Linked DNA regions of Gasterosteus aculeatus: region 2 is linked to region 1. Evidence: chromatin contacts called from public Hi-C data. All regions are on one chromosome and are shown on one strand. The core of a region is the stretch at or near the end of the contact, and the rest is flanking DNA. Distances in the headings are between cores, read along the strand shown. Region 1 overlaps LOC144410317 (a long non-coding RNA gene). Region 2 holds the start of LOC120822234.

Region 1 (3,005 bases), core at 255-2,754:
GTGGAACTCAACTAAATCATGTAGAAAAAAATGGCTGCCTTATGAATAAAATGCAGAATGGAATCATTTTGCTATGTTTTGAAAACTAACAATTTTAATAATTGCCTCCATTTCAAGCTTAGTGTACGTCACAGGGACAAACCTGTGCACTTGTACGGGCAGTATTCTCATTCACCACTCTACGTGTCTTTTATTTCAAACTTCCCAAAAATTGCCAACCGAAAGTTTGAACCACCTCCAAAACCTGCAAACAGTGCAAAGAGTTCTTGCATCCATTGTTCACTGTCAGCAAATCGGTCACTTCCAGAACAAAGGTCCTACATTATTAAAGACACGTCTACGCGGCATGCTCGCAAAAATGAGGTGCAGTGTGTTAGATGATCATTATTTACTTCCAGCACAGGCCTGTGAACATGTTTGGTTTGTTTTTTTAAAAACAATCCCCTATTTTTTAAGTTTCATTCATTTCATTAAAGGAAAGCCATCTTCATCTCTACTGCTCAGTTAATTACATATTGAATAAACTGCTTGTTAGGAACATCTGCCATAGTTCTAGTAGCAGCAAAACGCACATTAATCATCTCCTAAAATGCTGTTTTTGTGGAACGTACCCTTCTAATTCACTTCTAAATCATTCCCACAATGAAAGGAAGCTCAAAAGTGTTCGTCATTGTGAAGTTGCTTCACTTGCATGTTTTGCTCTTTGTGTTTTTGTTTCTTTTGTCACAAATTCTGAGCAGTTTTTGTTTCTTTGTTCAGCCGAGCGCAGAAGTAAAGAAGTGTGAACATGAGTCACTGCAGTACTCACGCTGATAACGACAGCTACGGATATTGGTTACTGGAAGTGGCGTTCATGCGGTATGGTGTGTGTGTGTGTGTGTGTGTGTGTGTGTGTGTGATCACTGGTGGGGAGCCAGTTCAGCAGGGTGCCATCAAGAACCCACCTGCACTTAATTGTTACCACCCCAAGTAATTACTGAAATGATATTGGTGACCCAAGGAGGTTTCGGGAAGGAAACCAAAACCTCAAGCATTCCCACCACCCATTCCCACCATTGACTCCCGCGTGGAGATGAAAAAGCCAGTACGCCTGCTGGAGACACGCTTCAGTGGCTTTCCCAACTTAATTCCCCTGTGGGCTGACATCGTCCTAGCATCCATTGCAATAGTTACAGCTTCCCACAGATATATCAAAAGAAATCAAATGTGTGTCTAATAACTGTATTAAGACAGTGAGAATTTGGTAAACACATTTTTCATCTTTCTCTGGGGTTTGTGCTTTTCATGTACCTTATGAAGTACAGTTTGCATCAGACCGTGGAAAGCCCCACCAGCAAAGTGGCAAAGCTGCTACCAGTCCCAGACCCTAATCCAGTCGTAACCCAATCCCTGCACAGGGCTTTTTTATGTGCAAACGAGCCCGCTCAGTCACTTCAGCCCTGCAGCTTGTGGTCTGCATGCCGCCTGTCGTAGACACAAGCTGTCTAAATAAACGCTCGCCGTTGCCTCTTTATTCTGGTGGCAGCTTGTGTTCGGGCGGCCTCTGGCGCTTTCATGCCAACATCCGTGCTGCACACATGCTCCTGAGCATCCGCAGACCTAAAAAAAAACACACACAGCAGACAGCAGCTGGGGACCTGTTAACAGCCAAATAGCATTGGTCTGTCAATGAACAGCTTGATGCTGCAGGGCCATTTTTGTGTTGAACTGCATCGCCTGCAGCAGTGCAAGGCTTTCAGTTGGCACTCGTGGGTTGCCCTCACATGTGCTTAAGTCTCTGAGGCAGACGCTATAGCCCTGTGCATTCTGCTCAGGCTATACAATTAGACTGGTGGCCCAGGCCTTTAAAGTCTGCAGACACCATATGCTCGGCTCCACGGTGACTGAAAAGGGTCCCAGTCTGGTAGTGAAGAATCCTATTTTAGTTGAACGGTGGGGTTCGTAAAAATTAATTCAAACCCGATCACTCTTTTGAAGGCTGCCGGGTCAAATGATAATCCTTCATTTGCTCAATTGCGGTTCTGAGCCCAGATATTTTGGATGTATTTCTGATGAGTTTTACTGGCTTGCCGGAAAATCAATCTTCTCTCCGCCTAATAACCTCCTCGTTCACACGTTTTCTTGTGTGGTCCCTCTCGTAAGATCCCAGAAACTCCACCCCTCTTCCGAATGCCAAAACATTTTGAAGAAGCAAAAGGCTTCTGACAGGAAATAATTAAATTTCATCAGCAATGATTGTACAGTATTCAAGAAGAAGGGGGACCTCATCTGTCCTATAATGAAATAATGACGTGGGGAAAAAAACGGCAAATCGAGCCATCCAAGAGACACTCAAAGTGATTTTTTACAGATGTTCCGTTTTAAAAGTAGAATTATGATACTTGAAATGCATCTTTAAAAGTCCAGGAAACTGACTTCTAATCACTCCTTGGTCAAAGCCAATTTATAAAAAAAATATTGTAATACAAAATTATAACATCCCCTTATTAGGTCAGGGGGAAATCTATTGGGACAAAATGTTTTTTTTCCAATCCAAGAATCGGCCATGGAGCTATGAAATGTCAGGATGTATAGCTTAATGGAATGATCCATATCCAGTCTTCACTAACTTGACGATATGATTTAACATTCTCTATCTGCAACATAATATGGTTTCTTTATTGAATCCCTCTATAGTGCAGTTAGCTCTGTAGGTCTCAATAACTTTTTCAAAACACATCCTCGTAAAAATGACAGAAAAGTAAAAGTAAACCCCTTGTGTTTGGCTTCAACTTGAAGTGAACATGGGATTATTTGGGCCTCTGTCCCTCAAAGCAGTTTTTCCCAGATAAAACGTCATGCGCTCCTCAAAATGTCCAGCTGGGAGCGCTTCAGAGTGCATTGAGGCATAACAGGGTTTTTTTTCAGCTGAGATGCATTGGTAGTGTCGGGTTGGTAGGAGATGGAATATCCGCAAAAGTAAAAATGTTGGCGTGCTCTGGCCTTTAATGACGGGACGGCTAAAG
Region 2 (3,005 bases), core at 263-2,762, 39 kb before region 1:
GGTAGTTTTCAGGGAACCAGTTGTTGACCTCTGGACATAATGCCCCGTTTCCATCAAAAATGTCTTTGTCCACTTCCCCTGCCGCCTCTGGTTTGGAAGACGGGGCGGGATGAGAGAGCAGACCTTTGGTGTTGTGCACAGGCTTCACCCTCACGGTGCTCTGCACTGGGTGGCTGACGTAGTCAGATCTGTAGCAGGTGACCCTTTCAAAAGGTGGGACCGGCTTCGAGTTGGCTCCACCTTGAACCGAATTTTTCTGAGAGCGACTTTTGGAGGGATCGTCGGTGAGAACTAATCCCAGTTCCACTTGGAAGCTGTTGGCTTGCTTGAACGGGAGGCACTTTTGCACTTTCCACACTGGGAAATCCCCTGAAAATAAGCGACAGCGAGAGTGAACCTGGGGGGGGGGGGGGTGCATGTATGTCTGTGGTTCAATAGAACAGGTACCGATGCTGAACACTGCTTACTTTGGTACACTGTTGTGTAGTCCTCCCTGGATGTCTTCTGGTTTGCTTCAAAGTACATCTGTGCGATGCTGCCGCTGCCTCTCCGGTGGCCTTTGGGAGTCGCCGATGGTGGTGGAGGTGGTTTGATCCATTTGTGGGTCTGGTAGATTGACCTGAAACACATGGTAATTTGGCTGTTTTTAATTTTTTTTAATTTTTTTATACATGTTTAGTTTTAATTGAGAAAATGTAGTTTCAATCTGACGTGTCCAGACAAAAACGTAAGATAATACCTCATAGTGGTCATGTTGTCACTTGTCCTTTTCAGTTGAGGATTAGTCACTCTGTGAGACAAAATGATGAGATATGTCTTAATTGTTACGGATATTGTCAAAAAACACTGCGATTGTTTGTCTTCCCTGATTTAGCACTTACCTGCCCACAAAGATAATCAAACTTTAGTTAATTTAATGTTTAAATCAGCTCCCAGCCCTGCAGGGGTAACACCTGACCACACAGTATGAATCCACCTTCTCAACAAAACTCCTCACTCACAGATCAGACACCTTCCATTTAAAAGAAAACGACATTTTGAAAAAAAAACAAGCTGGTGTCCAACTATATTTTGCGTCTTCCTCACCACAGCTTAACCTCAATTCCGACCGATCCGCTCACCTCACAGGGGGCCCGCGTGGCGTGTCGCTGCGTCCTTTTCCCGCCTCGCAGTAGTTTTGGCGCGTCTCTCGTCACGCGCTGCGCTGTTTGCCGTCCTGGCTGGAGCCGCAGTGTGTTTCGCGCCGCTGCCGCGGCCGCGACGTATGAATTATTGACCGGAGGATCACGCGTGTGCGTGTGCGTGTGCAGCGGCCGAGCGCTTCTAAAAATAAACACCAGTGGATTATTGTGATGCAGGCCGGTTGTCAAGGGGAGGACTGCGAGGGAAGGTTCCAAATAGCCCTGAAGTTGTTGCACAAAGTGGAAGAGATATACATTTTTTTAATATACCGAGGAGTTTGGCACCCTCATGAGATGATGTTGCGTTTGACTGGATTTTTATTCCGAGCTCTTTTTTTTTTTTTTGCTGAACATGCAAAGTGCGGTCGTGCGTTCTGCAACGTGACCTTGTCGCAGGAAGCCATCTGTCACTTTGTGTTGGTCCCAAAAAAAAAGGAAAAGAGGAACGGTTGTAAAGAAGGCTCGCAAATGAGAGAAGGGGGGATGTTGACCTCGTGAACTGCTGAACTTGCACGCATGGGGATTTCTCCTCGTACAAATGTTAAATTATGGATTATGGAACCTACAACATCAAGGGCGTTTCTGTATTTGTCCAGTAGGTGGCGTCCGAATCTCAGCTCCTGGTCCACATTTTGTTATAACTCCTATATATATATTTTTTTCCTGGCAAAAAAAGGCACAATACACAGATCTTTTACTGAACATGACATAATGACATGACATGACATAATGACATGACATGACATGAGTTAAACCATGTATGAGTTACAACAATGCTTTTTTATTTGGCCTAGAACAGCACAAACCAAAACATAGATAAAACCGATGTGACAGCAAACATCAAATAGTAATACATACACACAGGTGCTGCCAGTGATTGTGACTGATTCGCCCTGTGCTCAGGTGGAGCAGAGCCAGCGAGGGTCACATCAACCAAGCAGTCTTTCACCTGAGAATAATCAGGTAGAATAATCAGAGTCACCTGTGGCCATTTGCTGTCTCGTGGAATTCTCCCTGTATGAAGAATCGTGACAAATAGGGTCTGATTTTCTGAGGGTTGTGCAACAACACAATACTGCCTCGCTGTCCCTGCAAACAAATGAAATGAAATTGCTTTAGGATGGTTTATGTTAATTTGCCTCTGACAAGGTGCAAAAAAAATAAATGCAATTTTTATTTTACTTAGTTCTGAATTGCGTGCCAGAGAGATGCTGATTTTATTATATCATCTTAAAACCTGATGGATTAGATAGGACTTGAAATATTGGAATGTAGAACATCTGAGAGCTAAAGTATTAATCCAGCCATAAACTACAAAAAAGACGAAAACTGCACTGATAAGTAAAACCCACATTGAAAACAGTTCTTTGAAGTAAAGAACTATTTTCACAGAAATGAAAAGGCAAAAGGGCTGTGAAGAGAAACTTCAAAATAACAAGTTAGGAGCATGGGGAGGTTTCTGGATAATGAAGTCCTTATTTTAAATTCGGGACTGCATATGAAGAACGACTTATTGATTATGACTCAAGACAGCATGCTGTGTGTGGATAGATGCATATATGGCTGTTCATTAAATATAGCTCAAACTAGCAGGGCACGTTGAATTGAATTGTCAGCCTTCTGGCACAGAGGGGACTATTTCTATTGAGGCTTCTGTAAACTGAGTAAATATATATTAGATTGTTATCATTGTGCCATTCATATAAAGAGTTGAGTTATGAATGTGGAGCATGGTGAATAAAGTGCAGAAACATTTAAACCAATTCCTCGCAGACCATCTGAGGTGCACGTTTAGCCCCATTCCACAGTCTTTGCGAGTAATAC

Evidence for each region. A called contact is a pair of places that touch in the nucleus more often than the background predicts.
Region 2: a contact with region 1 is called in a Hi-C map of skeletal muscle, with 6 times the contacts expected there. The contact joins the promoter of LOC120822234 here to the enhancer-like site in region 1. A contact is called at or near these places in 2 of 6 Hi-C or Micro-C datasets (both in skeletal muscle).

What each region holds. Positions count from the first base shown.
Region 1 is chr7:7,814,965-7,817,969 of fGasAcu3.hap1.1, reverse strand. All of the region lies in intron 2 of LOC144410317 (a long non-coding RNA gene), which reads left to right. Among protein-coding and RNA genes, the nearest start is that of col25a1, 29 kb to the right of the region's middle. Within about 2 kb of position 1,504, at least 1 of the 9 cell types and tissues checked has open chromatin away from gene starts, as enhancers often do.
Region 2 is chr7:7,853,931-7,856,935 of fGasAcu3.hap1.1, reverse strand. LOC120822234 reads right to left here and starts at 1,512. Exons shown (of 4, transcript XM_040181737.2): 1 at 1,122-1,512; 2 at 740-790; 3 at 468-619; 4 at 1-369. The coding sequence starts at 753.